Regions from separate parts of the Mus musculus genome. Here region 2 is linked to region 1. The links are chromatin contacts, called in public promoter capture Hi-C maps. All regions are on one chromosome and are shown on one strand. Each heading gives the region's core, a stretch centred on a gene start, on an enhancer-like site or on the middle of the called end of the contact. The rest is flanking DNA. Distances are from core to core; before and after follow the strand shown. Region 1 holds the start of Cerox1 (cytoplasmic endogenous regulator of oxidative phosphorylation 1). Region 2 holds the start of Baiap3 (BAI1-associated protein 3).

Evidence for each region. Promoter capture Hi-C pulls out the DNA fragments that hold promoters and counts their contacts.
Region 2: a promoter capture Hi-C map of liver shows a contact between it and region 1, with 2.3 times the contacts expected there. The contact joins the promoter of Baiap3 here to the promoter of Cerox1 in region 1. A contact is called at or near these places in 2 of 39 promoter capture datasets (hippocampal neurons and liver), 1 of 115 datasets of contacts at active chromatin or transcription factors (memory CD8 T cells) and 1 of 9 other capture datasets (pancreatic islet).

Annotation. Positions count from the first base shown.
Region 1 is chr17:25,569,202-25,576,379 of GRCm38.p6, forward strand. It overlaps Cerox1 (cytoplasmic endogenous regulator of oxidative phosphorylation 1), which reads left to right and starts at 1,610. Exons shown (of 2, transcript NR_045176.1): 1 at 1,610-1,900; 2 at 4,785-5,842. It overlaps Sox8 (SRY (sex determining region Y)-box 8), which reads right to left and starts at 1,485. Exons shown (of 3, transcript NM_011447.3): 1 at 909-1,485. The coding sequence starts at 1,321.
Region 2 is chr17:25,253,593-25,260,085 of GRCm38.p6, forward strand. It overlaps Baiap3 (BAI1-associated protein 3), which reads right to left and starts at 2,772. Exons shown (of 34, transcript NM_001163270.1): 1 at 2,569-2,772.

The DNA.
Region 1 (7,178 bases), core at 360-2,859:
AGGGGTAACCTGCCCTCCTGCTGAGAACTCCGACACCAGTGGGGCAGAGCCCAACAGTGTGGTCTAAGGACCAAGACCCCAATTCTCCATCTTTCCCGAAGTCCCCCTTTCCAGCACTATTTGCTCATCCAGTCACCCACCACTGCTACCACCGCCGCCGCTACCACCACCACCACCAATCTCTCTCAAGAAAGACAACAGGACCCAGTGAAAACTATACTTCGACAAAGGCAAGGAAGGCTTTCTGGAAACCAGCCATCCCAAGTTGCCAGGAGTGATGGAGAAACTCCGGGAGATTGTCCTCAGAGCACACACACACACACCCTGAGAATCTCTCGACCTTGAACCTCAACTTGCCGGCCAAGCTGAGAGGGCAAGACAACCTGGCTGTCCTGCTCAGCCCAGTATCACTACTACACACTGTTTCAAACTCGAATAGAGGCAGCTTGGGAGGTGGGACTGTGCAGCTGTCTTCAATAATGCCTGCCTTTCTCAGGCCAAAGTGCTCATTGAGCCTGTCACTTTCACCTGCTCTTTCCTTCCCCAATTCCAGGTTCCTGTGGCCTGGGAGCAGTACCTGCCAGAGGACTTGGACTCCTCATGGACCCCGGAGTCCCAGCTTCTGCCCAGGACAAAGCAGCTTGATGCCTACCCAATATGCCTACAGGCCGTGGTGGCCACTCGATGCTAGGATCCCCAGTTCTGCAGTTCTCAGCAGGATATCCCAGGAGAGGAGAAAGGACTGGAGGGTCACACTCCAGGCACTGGCCTCCGTCCATCTCCAAAGTCCCACACCTGGTGTCTCTGTTGACCAGACCCACCCTGGAACCAGCCCAGGAGCACAGCCCAAGCTGGGGCACGAAGTCACTCCTTTCCTCAGCCTGAGTGTCAAGAGTCCCCACACTCACCGCCACAGCTTGCCTAGGGTCTTGCTGAGCTCTGCGTTATGGAGATGCGGGTACTGGTCCGCCAGCTTGCGGCGCGCCGCCTGTGCCCACACCATGAAGGCATTCATGGGCCGCTTCACGTGTGGCTTGGCCTTGAGCGTGCCGCCACCGCCGCCGCGCACAGGCATAGGCACCAGACTCCAGTCATAACCCTTAAGCACCTGCGACACGGCATCACGGATGCAGGCTGGGAAGCGTTCGTCTGCTGCCTCAGCAGTATCCCCTCGGCCGCCGCCCCCCGCGCGGCCCAGGCCCTCTGATCCCGCGGGCGACGGTGGCGCGTCGGAGTCCGAATCCTCCACGTGTGACATGGAGCTAGCGGTGCCAGACGGGCTGCAGGGAGGCTGGGCGCGGGCCTCACTCATGTCCAGCATCGGGGCCACGCGCGGAGGGGCACTCAGTGGGGATGGACGCAGGGGTCGCGCCCGGTCACTCTGTGGAAGGACACTCTAGAATCCAAGGTTGCCACGCAGGACCCAATCTTTGTCCTCACCGCAGGGGCCCAGCAGCAGCTCCTCCGCCGCAGTAGCTCAGTCTCAGTTCTGGGACCCGCAACAAGTTTCTTTAAGCCGTGGTCGAAACCCCGCCCCTCCCGGTCCGGGTTGGCAGGTCCTCCCCAGGCGGAGCTTGTATGCCCCGCCCCGAATCCAAAGAAGCCTTGCGACCCCGCTCCACCCTCCGTACCACGTGGGCCAGGCGCCCCGCAGCCTGATCCCTCGGCTGAGGCGGGGTCAGAGGGCTAAGGGTGACTGACTGCCCAGTGCATGGATCTCAGCAGCACGGCTTGACTTTCGGGCGGCAGGCAAGGATGCTAATCCACAAGGTTCCTGAGTCCAACATCCCTCCCTCCAATGTGGGGCTCGAATCCGCTATTGCAACCAAACCCGGGTTCTGCCCGCAGGGTGGCGCAATGACAAGAGCCACCAGGTGACCCTGGTAACTCCCGCACCTAGGTGAGCTGGAGGACCCCGGGGCTAGACAGAGGTGGGAGGGCGGGGGCGCTGGGCGGGGCTGCTCTGGCAGTGACTGCTGAGTCCCTGAGGGCGGTCAGGCGGATGGAGGGGCCGGACGCGGGGGCTCGGGTCCTTCCGGGTATGACCTGTGGTGGGGGCGCGGAGGCCCTGGCGGGCGGGCCTGGGTGGTCTGGCGGAGGCGGAAACCACGCTGGGCCGCTTCTCCTCAGCGCCTAGAGAGAAGGCGGAGAGTGCTCAGGGTCGGAGAGGGGACGTTTCTCCCGAGGCGAGAGCCAAGCCTGACTCCGAACCGCGCCCGAGGTCGCCCCCGCGACTTGCCTCCCAGCCCGGAGGTCTCCAAGTGCAGCTAGGAGTCTCTCGCCAAACTCAAAGGAGGCGATGTACCTGCCACCCTAAGCTTGTCTGGGTGGCATAGAGCTGTGGCTCTCGAGAGCTCGGTAACCCTAAAGGAAGCCACCTGTTTCCCAAGCCCGTGGAGGCGGCTGCAGGGAAGAACTGTGGTCTCTAATAATCTCCATCTCCACCCAAGCCGTGAGTGGTGCCCTAACCTTCAGGTCTGGGATCCCAGCCTCCAATCAGACTTTCCCTGCAGACCTGGAAAAGGCCAGTCCTGTGCAGTGTGGCCTTAGGGCATCTACAGCTCTGGACAGAGGGAGAAGGTCCAAGTCCCTGCTTCCTGCTGAGGGGACGGCTAAGGAAGAGAAACTACCTTAATGGTGACCTTATTCTATTCTAGTTCTCTCTCTCTCTCTCTCTCTCTCTCTCTCTCTCTCTCTCTCTCTCTCTCCTCTCTGTCTCCCTCCCTCTTCCCTCTCTGTCTGTCTCTCTCTCTCTCTCTCACTGTGTGTGTGTGTGTGTGTGTGTGTGTGTGTGTGTGTTGTGTCGATGGAGAGCTAGCTGCCATTGCCTGCTGAACTCTCTCCATATTTTAACCATTACCTGCCAAGAAAGGCCCTTCCCTGCACATCTGCAGTGGCAATCCTTTCCCTTGGGGATCCCTCCACTCAGGGTCCCACCTCTTGGAAAGAAGCTGTCTTAGAGGCATAAAGAACCCTGCTAGCTAGTGCACCATCCATCCCAGCAAAAGAAGGCTTAGCGGCAGAGTTGAGAACGGAGACCAGGCCTACATCCTCTCAGGACCTGACCCCTAAGGTCTCAGGTCCCAACCCTCTGAGCCTCCATGGACCCATGCTGTCAGACCAGCAGGCCTTAACAGAGACCTCCACGTTTCTAAGAAAGCACAAACCTGAGTTTGTATTGGGCATTCCAGGTTCTCTGGGCAGCTCTTCCTGGTCCTCACCCATTGTGGATATACTCACGTCTGATCCCCAGACTGCTCGGACGATGGAAGAAAGGAGGTGGCTCTACCTACAGTTTGTATCTTCCTGTCACTTGGGCTGTTGTGACCCCCTCCCCACCCAGCACCCCCGGACAGGGCCCTGGCGGACCCTGGTGTAGTCAGCCCTTGTTATACAGGTATAGACCACTATGGGTTGTCAGGAGCTCATCCAGCTCCGCTCTGTACAAGCACTGACACGCAAGGGGTGCCCTGAGCTCTTCCAGGCTCTGTGCTCAGAATTGAGCCCAGTACAATCTGTGGGCACACAGTTAGTGCTCCAAGCCCATGCCAGGCTCATTGTTGGATCATCTTAAAAGACCAGTACACCCTCCAGGTCTTTAGACTCCTTTCAAGCCAATTGGTTCACATCCTCAGCCACCAGAGAGACCCTGAGCTGTAGCTGCTAGAAAGAACGTTATTCAGGGTGGGCTCATATCTTCTCTAGGACTGATCAAATACAGCATCATGTCAGGGCCTCCTAGGACCAAATCATCAGGACACTGCTTCATGGTCTCAGACCTGGAGTTCCTAGTATTGAGGGCAGGGAAAGAGCTAGTCCTTTCTCAAGATGCACCCAGTAGGGTAGGAGACTTTTAGAAGGATGTGATGGTTTAGCTGTGATCTGAAGCCTGCTGCTACTATAAAAGGAGAAAACAATAGTCCCTGTAGGCAGCATCATATGCAAAAGGCCCTGAAGTCCCGGACAGCGCAGGGTATTTAATAACACAGGAATCTACAGATCTTTAAAAACGTGAGTGGAAGCTATTGAAACTGCCTCTCTGTTTTACCTTGTGGGACATCGGACCTTGTCCAGGTGTGGACCAGTTCCTCCTTCTCTCTCTTTTTTCTTCCTGCCCCCACCTGCCTCCTTGGCTGCTGCTAGTTTTACCCAGGTCTAAATGACTTTTCCCTACGCCTGGGCTTCCCCATCGTCACGTGGGCTTTGCAGTTCTAGAGTGAAGATATCATTGCCTGAACTCTGTTCAGGTGCCCATTCCTGGACCAGTCTTGGAGCCTGGGAAAAGTAATGGAGTGGGCCTGTGAACCTGAGGTTGGCTTGTGTGCCCTCAGCCTTGGCCTGCTTCTCCCTCTTCCCCTGCATCCAGAGCTGTATGTCAGGCAGTTGGCAGGGCATCCCTGCATAGCCGTGGAGATTTTTAATTGCGGGCCTAAAAGAGACAAATGTGGAGGTGGTGAAGGGTGAACTCAGAGCAGAGCTCCTGTAGACTGCTGCCCTGACCACTGGGTTCCAAGAGGCCATGGGTCCTCCTAGGGATTGGACAGTTGGCGCTTTTAAAGTCTACTTGTCAATCCCAGAAGGCTGGCCTCCCAGTAACATGCTTGGGGCATTGGGCCAAGCACACTGCCTCCCACCCCCGTGGTAATCTGGAGGTCTCAGGGATACTGTTAGAATTGTCTGCAGTGGAAGCTGCAGTTGGGATCAGAGCTAGTCCCTCAATAGAATTGTCATCGATAGGGTGTCGCTATCCACCCCTCACTGCTGCTTCGTGCTCCATCCCTCAGACCTACAGGAGCAGTTTTTCTGCAGCACCACATCTGTAGCCCTGCATGCCGCTGGCTCCAGTGTTGTGTGTGTGGTCATGCTCCATCCAGCCCAGCAGCAACTTTGGTGTTTGACACCCCTCGGGAGGCACCGCTTTGGAAGAGACTGGTAACAGCAGGGTGGGACCGGCTACTTAGCTGTTCTCAGTCTGAAAGGATTCTGGAAAGGGGCTCTATTTAACCCAAGCACTGGAGTCCAACACAGCCTCTGCCGTGTGACAGGTGTGTGCGGAGCCCAAGATGTGTTGGGAACAGCTATCGTTTCTACTGCTTTGTCCCATGCCTCTGGAGCTCCTGGGTTCCTGAACTTCAAGCTGGGCCCCATCCTTCACCCTATCAGGGCCCTGGGTGGAGCTGACTTCCAACAGTATACAGTGGGTCTTGGTACTTCCTCCTTGGCATTCGACAGTTGGTGTTTTTGAAGTCAGAGCCATCCTCAGTAGGCTCCTAGGGGATCGTAAGCGGCTTTCTCTGGGTGGAAACCTACTCCATGCAGCCTTCAGCAAAGGTACCAGCATCTGTCACTGGGATGGGGAAGTCCGGTGATCGTGTCAGCATGGGCTACGGTGGACGGGGAAAGGCTCGTTCTGACACTAGACACCTGGGTCTCTAGCCCTATGCCTGGATTTGTCTGGGGAACTCTGCACCACACTGATCCTGGCTTTCCCCATTACCTGCTCCATGCCAGGATCCTACGGCTGTTGATCCCCTCGGAAGTGAGACATAATGTCCCGGAGCAGATGCTGATGGGGACTCACTGTTGGGCCACCTGATTTCTGTGTTCATCTTCCCAGGCTCCACCTTTCAGATCCCATCCCTGGTGTCTGCAGTTACAACTTTACTAACCAGAACTTTGTTTCCAGCTTACGCTGAAAAGCAAAGGGTGACTTAGAATAAAAATGTAACAAATAGCCCCATAGCCCAAACCTTTTCTGCCATGATTTACTGTACCAGATACCTATAAGTGTCCAGGGCAAATTAAACACATCAATAAATGGCTTTCTTGTGTCTGTCCTGCATTTATTCCCTTGAATGTGGTGAGGGAGGTTTCAGTTAGATCCCCCCAGGCCATATACAGTCGTTTGGAGTTGTATGCTGCATTGGTGGGACAGTTGGTGGCCGACCTAGTGACAGTCTGGCTCTGTGGGCAGAGTCCAATCCATAGGCCTCTGGGCTCTGATCTCTAGGATGGGACTTTCCAAGAATTCTATCAGTTCAGAACACAGCTCACAGCCGTATTCTGCTACAAGGCCCTACCCCAGACATCTTACTTCCATTCGACCTTGAAGTCACAGCTGCTGTTGAGATTCACAAGGCGTTATCTCCCTGGGGTACATGGGGGAACTGAGGGTGTAGCAGAAGAGGACAGTAGTCAGGAGAACAGCCGCTTGTATGTCACAGCTTTGGTCCAACCAGCAAATGGCATGACACCTGCTCACTGCCGCACCTGCTGGGCTCTGATGGGTTTTGGCCGCTGGACAGTCAGGGCAGGGGTGGCGGGGGTCCAGTTCAACTGACCACTCTTCTAGGAAAAAGCAACAGATGTGGATCCTACCCCTCCTTTCATAAGCAGACTTCAAGACATGAAAAATTGGGGTAAATGGAGGCTGCAAGATTATATTCAGCCCAGGCTGGGTTCTTGGGGAGCCAGAAACAGCTGCGACTGCATGTCAGGGACAATAGCCTTGAGACAGTGGGGACTGCTGGGCCAGGGTGCCTGGGGACAGCTGGACGAGGTGCTGACAGGGGGCTCATTCCTCTGTGAAGCCATTCCGCAGCTGCTGGGAGAGCTGCCAGCTAGTGGGCAGTGTGCCCTGTCCCCGTACCCATCTTAGCCACTGTGCTGGAGGTTTCAGACAGCTGGGACACAGGACCCAACTAGGAATGGTGAGCCCCAAGCCTCTGGAGACACCAGCCGGGTCCAGAGCTGGAAGTCCCTCTTGGGATCCCTCTCTGCTTTGCTTTTTTTTTTTTTTTTTTTTTTTTTTAAATAGCTGCTGCGACCAGAGACCTCAGGGCCTCTCACCTCAGTTCCTTCTGGCCCGCCAGCTTGACTGTTTCTGTAGGTTTTGGCTAAAAGTGATATTTAGAAGCCTGCTTCATGATGGTGGCCTCTGAGGAGACAGGAGCAAACCTCAGCCCCTCCCCTATGTGACCCCCTCCAGCTCCAGTATATGAGCCTCCAGCTGCTTAGCTCAGTCTAGGTTTTGCTTTCTATGTGAACCACAGCTGAATGTAACAGCTCAACTACCAGATGTTCAATACATGTACACACACACACACACACACACGTGGTATAAGCCACAGCTTGCTCTGACTAGTATAAGGGATGCCTTCCTTCTAGATAATTGTAAA
Region 2 (6,493 bases), core at 1,522-4,021, 310 kb before region 1:
CTCCGGCAGTCAGAGGATGCAGCTTCTTTCTGCTAGGGAGCCTTCTGTGGCAAGAAGCCCTTTCTTCACCCTCCCTCCATTTCCACTATCCCCACTGGCTCAGCAGTCCTCCGCTGTGCTGCATCCTGACCCCTTTGCTCCTGCGAGTTCCTATCTGATGAGCCCCCACAGCTGCAGAGGTGATGGAGGCCAGGTGGCTCTGCACGCTGAGGAGAAGCCCCACAAACCTCTCAAATGTGGGGACCCAGTAAGCTTTTGCCACACATAGCCAGCCTGTCCTGAGGTCCCAGGTGTCACAAGCCCAGCTCCCCCCAACTAAAAGGAGAGCTGCTCCCCCTTGCGCTCCCCCTGCGCCCCAAGCCAGGAAAGCAGCCGCTTCTTGAGCTGTTGCCAAGGCAACCACCAGCCGCATCTATGTGTGACGGGGCCATGGGGGCTTGCAGTCCTAGAGAAAAATGTGACGCAGAAGCAAAGTAAGCTGACAGCGCTGGAGCGAAGGTGGCGTGCACCCCACTGCCCTGCCTCAAACAAGGAGACAGGTGTGGGCTTGGGAGCATGCCCAGGGTCACCACCGGCAGGTGGTAGCCTGAGATTTAAGGCTCTGCTGTGCAAACATTATTATATTTTCCTGGGATGCCCTGCGCTTGGGTTCAGCTCTACCCCCCTACCCCGAGTCTGTTGCTAGGTTGAGGCTAACAGCAGGATATCAGAGCCAGTCTCTGTGAGAGATGGTTCATCTGGGTGCTCAGAAACAGCTCTGGTCCCCTTGGAAACCCTGGGCTGCTTCAGCAGCTGTTAGTTTTTCTCTGACCCAACAGCTTAGACCCCAAGAGATGTCGGTCATAGAGGCCTCTGACCGGGGCCAGCCAGGTGAACCCCATCATTCACCTCCGCCTTCGAAAGCCTGTGGGCTTGACGACTGCCTGCGGATTTCTGGAAACCTCGGCCTGTAGGGGATAGCAGTGAGCTATGGGCAAAGATACCCCCAAGAGCCCACTTTGCACCCCAGTCTCTCTGGTAGGAACAGCTCAGACGCTGTCCTGTATTTCACTGTCCCTCCTAGGCTCGGATAGTGCAGCCAGATGTGCCCATAGGCCTGCTCAGTCACCCAGTAGGGTCAGAGTCATAGCTCCCAGCTGCCCACTAAGCAAAGGAATTATCCGCCAGGAAGCTCTTGCCATATGAACGGGAGGGAGCCTGTCCAAAGCTAGGGTCACTTCATTCTCAGTCCAAGATGCCGGCAAGCTGTACAGAGGCAGGGTTTAACCTAGGACTCTCACCAAGCTGTCACCTACCAGACAGCCCTTTAAAGGTCTTGTGGGGCAGTGAGGCAGAGAATTTAAGGGCAAAGGGCTGGAGGGGTCTCTCTGGGCTTCCAGTCCACAGCAAACACAAGGGTGCTGAGTGGGGTAGTGCCTATGGACCTCTCCACGGCCGGCCTCAGTAGCTCAGCCTCCAGTCCTCAGGTGGTCTACCTGTTACACATTCTGTTTGCAAGCTCATCCCTCCCTGAGTCACAGGGAGTGTAGGGGTGTGTAGGGGGAGATCTGCACTGTGCTCTCTGTGGATGGATGCTCTCCAGGCCTACAGATGGAGACTGGTTCACTCTACCCTGGAGTCTTACCTGCTACTTACCTGTCTCTGTTGAGTTAGTTGCTCCTGATCGGCTGTTTTTGATGATAGGGGCGGGGGAGGCTGTGGTTACCCTCCCCTGTTCTATTGAGGTTACCTTCTTCTCCTTGAAGGCAGGAGGTCTGAAGGGAGTTTGGTCTTGGTCTTGCTTTCTTTCTGTTTCTATTTCTGTCTCTCTCTGATTCTGTCTCTCTGTCTCTGTCTCTGTCTCTACCTCTGTGCCTCTCTCTCTCTCTCTCTCTCTCACACACACACACACACACACACACACACACACACACACACACACACAGTCAGACCCCAGGCAAATGGTGGGACCCGAATTCCTGGGTAACTAGGGAGGAAAAAGGCTTACCCTGGCAGGGATTTTGGGTTACTGAGGGCAAAGGTCTCATGAGGGGAGTCGGAAAGTGGTAGGGACACGGGCGCTGGGGCCTTGAGGGGATTCAACCTGTTCAGAGAAGCCCCGTAGGGCGTCTCCGAGGTCCCCAGCTCCGCTTCAGTCAGGGGCCTCTATTGGGAAAAAGGGTTACAGTCAGGTGGCTCAGCAGCGGCGGCCGTGGGAACCGAGGTTGAAGGTGTGCACTCTCTGGCTCTGGAGGTCTCACCCTTCAACCCTCCCGGGGAATTCTGCAGTGTGGACCTCCAGTAGCCCTTTACTTAGCTCAGAGCCTAGGACGCCGGCCGTGCGACCCCGCCCCTCTCTCTGAGCACGCGCGGCCTCAGTTTCCCCAGGACCTCAGTTTCCCATTGCCTCTGACGCCAGCAATTCCCGTGCTCCACCCGGAGCGTAGTGCAGAAGCCAGGGGTGGGGGTGGGGCTAAGCCCGAGGGGGCGGTCGCGTCCGTCCGTCCGTCCGTCTGTCTGTCTGTGATAAAAAGCAGGTTAAGCCTCGACGGCAGTCTGACGACATTGGGCAGGAGTTACAGCACTCACCGTGGACAGGGCTTCGGGGGCCACAGGGTCGGGGGGGTCCCTGCTGGCGCTGGCGTTGCTGTCGCACTAGCTGGGGACACCGAGGCACAGCGACCGCTAGCAGCCGCGCGCGCTGGAGACTGAGCACTGCAGAGCGGGCGCCGCGGGCGGGGGGCGCGGGCGGGCGGAGGCGGGGCCTGGCCTGGTTTGCTGGTCAGAGGTTCCAGCCCTGCCCACCCCTACCCTGCGCGTTTGGGGTCGGCAGGGGGTCTCTACCAGCACGGTAGTGGCCAGAGAGACCCTGCTCTGGGCACAGGGCTCAGTAACCTACAGGTGGGTGCAGGGACAGGTTGTGTTAGCTGTCCCCCCACCCCCCTTCTCCTGCCCCGAGGGAGGAGGCTGTCACGGGGTCTCCTTCCCAGGGCCGCAGGGAAGCTACAGTCGCCCAAAAGAAACAGTCGCCCAAAGGAAACACGAAGTGCCTGGTGTTTCTTGAAGTGCTGTACAGCCATATCCAAAGTCAACCCTCTCACAAAAGCTCTGCTGCTCAGTACTACCCGGAGCTGCTCTCTTCCAGGGAAGTCAGCTCTGGTATTAACCTGGGACATCTCGTGATGTCACTGCTATCTGTGAATGTGTGCAGAAGACACACATTAAGCCACATCCTGCTGTTCCCAGCCCACTTCTCCTAAGGCCCCCTCCACCACTTGAGGTCACCTGGAGACTTGTTAAATGAGTTGCCTGTCCAGTTCCTAAAAGTGCGAGCTCTGAAGCTGGGGCAGAGGAAATACCTGACAGGGTTCTTTGTGTGGGTTCTCAGCACCCACTGGGAGTTGTTCTTGGCTGTTCCAGGGCTCAGTAGGCCCCTGAAGACTGACACAAACTTCGGTGGGAAACCACTGGTGGCCATGTTGCTTCTAAGTAGTTCCACTTTGGAGTTTATACCAAAAGTCTCATTCTTTTGTTTGTTTGGTTTGGTTTGATTTTTCGTTTCTCTGTGTAGCCCTGGCTGTCCTGAAATTCACTCTGTAGACCAGGCTGGCCTTGAACTCAAGAGTTTCCCACTACTGACCGGTTTAAAGGTCTCATTCTTATGGGAAGGACTCCAACCAGTGTGAGGGTCAGGAAAGCAGGCCTGAAAATTCTCCACTTCAGACTGTAGCAAATGACATCTCTGCTGAGGCGACAGACTTTCCAGAGTGCTGGGCGGGGGGCCTTTGTTCCTCATTACTGGGATTTGGAGAGGAAACATCTGAGGGACAACAGTCAGGCCATAGTCCTTCATTCCAGGGGACATACAGGTGAGGTCACCTGTCTGTATCCCAATTCACATCTCTGTCAGTCCCTCCATCCATCACTGAAGACAGGCACCAGAACAGAATATTGTCCTGCAGAATGCTCCGTTCTCAGTCAACCTCTGGCTTGGCACAGTCCGGCCAGGCAAAAGTGATAAAAGTCAAACCCACTGTCAGGACCAGGATATCAGATGAGCAAGGGAAGGTCCTGGACTCTATGCCCCACACTGTCCTGCTATAGGGGATAGGGGTTGGAGTGGGATAGCCAACTCCTCTCCCAGAGTCTGGAGTTGATGCACCCATAGTATACTCTTGTGTCATGTTTTGCCAACCTGTTGGAACACACACACACAGGGCAGTGGCAGTGGCAGGGGAGGGGAGAGAGAGAGAGAGAGAGAGAGAGAGAGGGAGAGAGAGAGAGAGAGAGAGAGAGAGAGAGAGAAACTGGTTGCCATGGTGACGGTAATGGCTTTGGGGTAAAAGGATGAACTAAAGCCTGCTGTAAACAGGAAGTGGAGGGGGGAGCACCACTGCAGGGGCTCCAACGTCTGAGACTGGGTTGGTTAAGATTTGCTCCTGTCTGATAGGAATCTGAGATCCAAACATGGAAAGAGAGGCTTTTAGTCACAGTACCGACTGGGTCCCAAACCCAGCCCCAGGAGTCCAGTCATCCCCAGGCTCTTCGCTCCACAGACCTTTGTGTGTGTGTGTGTGTGAATGAGTGACAACCCATTGGTGACTCATCCTAAGACTGGCATGGCTCAGATGCACTGCATCCCTTCTCCTTGCCTCAGAGCCTTGCTTGACCGCATCTATGATGCGGTTCAGATCAGTTCCTGAATTGAGCCGGTGATGGCTCATAGGATCAGAGACCAGGGGCTTTGGTTAGAGTTCCATCTTCCCCTGAGGCTTGCCAGAAGCCATCCAGCAGCTGAAGAAACTTGGCTTCAGAGGCAGATGTGGCTCAGGATAGCCTGCCTGACAAGTCAGTCCTTGAACTGCAGCTCACACCAAGTATTTTGTGACCTTCCTGAAGTCAGTGTCTAGGTACTGGAGCCAGCTCAGGTGTGGTGTGAGGTTTTCTTTTTTCTTTTTCCTCAAAACCAAAAACCAAAACCAAAACCAAAAACCCCAAAAAACCAGATTTTCATGTAGCTCAGGTTGGCATCAAACTTCCAACTTGCTAGGTGACCATGGTTAACTTTAATTTTCTGATCTTAAATGCTGGAATTACAGGCAAGTGCCACCATTCCTGGTTTTAAGCAGGTGTGGAGACTGAATCCGGGGCCTTGTGCATGCTAGGTAAGCATTCTCCCACCAAGGGGTAAGAGCCGCTGTCTCACATGCTCATTTTTGTAGGACCAAGCTGGAGGGGCGGCAGAAGCAGCAGGCCCTGGACAGGGCGTGGCCAAGAGCAACACAAGGCATACTATGCGGTTGGTCTGAGTCCATCTGGGAGACTTCGGAGGGTCTGCTGGGGAACACAAGCTCTTGACATCTGTCCAGTGAGGGGTAGTGTGGCAGGGCCTGTTTTCCTTAATGGTCATTGCTATGGTCAAAGGCCAAGTGGAGACAAAGGACACACACTGTGCAATGGGGTTCATACATGCTCATCACCCTCTGCAGGACCTGGGTTTGGAGGCACCCTCCTCCCCCATCTCAGCTCTGGGACCAGTCCCTTCCAGAGACAGGATTCCTTAGAGGGTGTCCTGGGATGAGGACCCAGATGATCTGGCCTGGGCAGGGAGAGGCCTAGATGGACAAACCCAGACAGATTCTCCTACATCTCTCTGTCATTTGCCCCCTTTCTCCTCCAAGAGTTCAGGTATGGCCTTTAGGCTGAGCCAGGCCCAATGACTCCTCAATGTCACTGGCAGTATCTGGAGGCCTCTTAACACTCTCAGGAACTACTACTGCATGCCCCCATCCACAACTCAGTGTCAGGGTCTGGTGGGACAAGTTGCTCAAACCTAACATTTCTTGACTCCTCCCTGCTGGAACTGGTTCAAATTAGTCCAAGTCAGTACTGGGCCCCAGCAACGTCAAAAAGATGTAGCGTATCCAGATGTCATTGGGCACTGTCGGCTGAACTGCCCAGGTGTCCTTGGGCTTCCTCTGTGGTCTGTGGCTGGATGGTCCGGGAAGGCGAGGGCAACCAGTAAGCTCCAAACCATCGTTGTTGGGAACAACAGTGGCTACATCTTTTAGCTGGCCAAGTCCCAGTGGATCTTGGTTGATGTAAGGTTATACTATATAGTTTTATGTCAGCTTGACATAAGCTAAAATCATCGGAAGGGGCGGGAGCCTCAATTAAGAAAATGCCTTCATAGGATCATGCCGCCTGCAAGCAATTTCCCTAATTAGTGATTGTTAGGTAATGGCCCAGCCCATAGTAGTCCTGGGTTCTCTAAGAACAGCTGAGCAAGCTTTGTGGAGCAGGCCAGTAAGTGAGCAGTAAGACTCCAGGGTCTTGCCATGTGGTGGTAGCGCACGCCTATAATCCCAGCACTTAGGAGACAGAGGCAGGAGGATTTCTGAGTTCGAAGCCAGCCTGGTCTACAGAGTGAGTTCCAGGACAGCCAGGGCTACACAGAGAAACCCTGTCTCAAAAAAAAAAAAACCAAGCAAAACAAAAGACTCCAGGGTCTCTG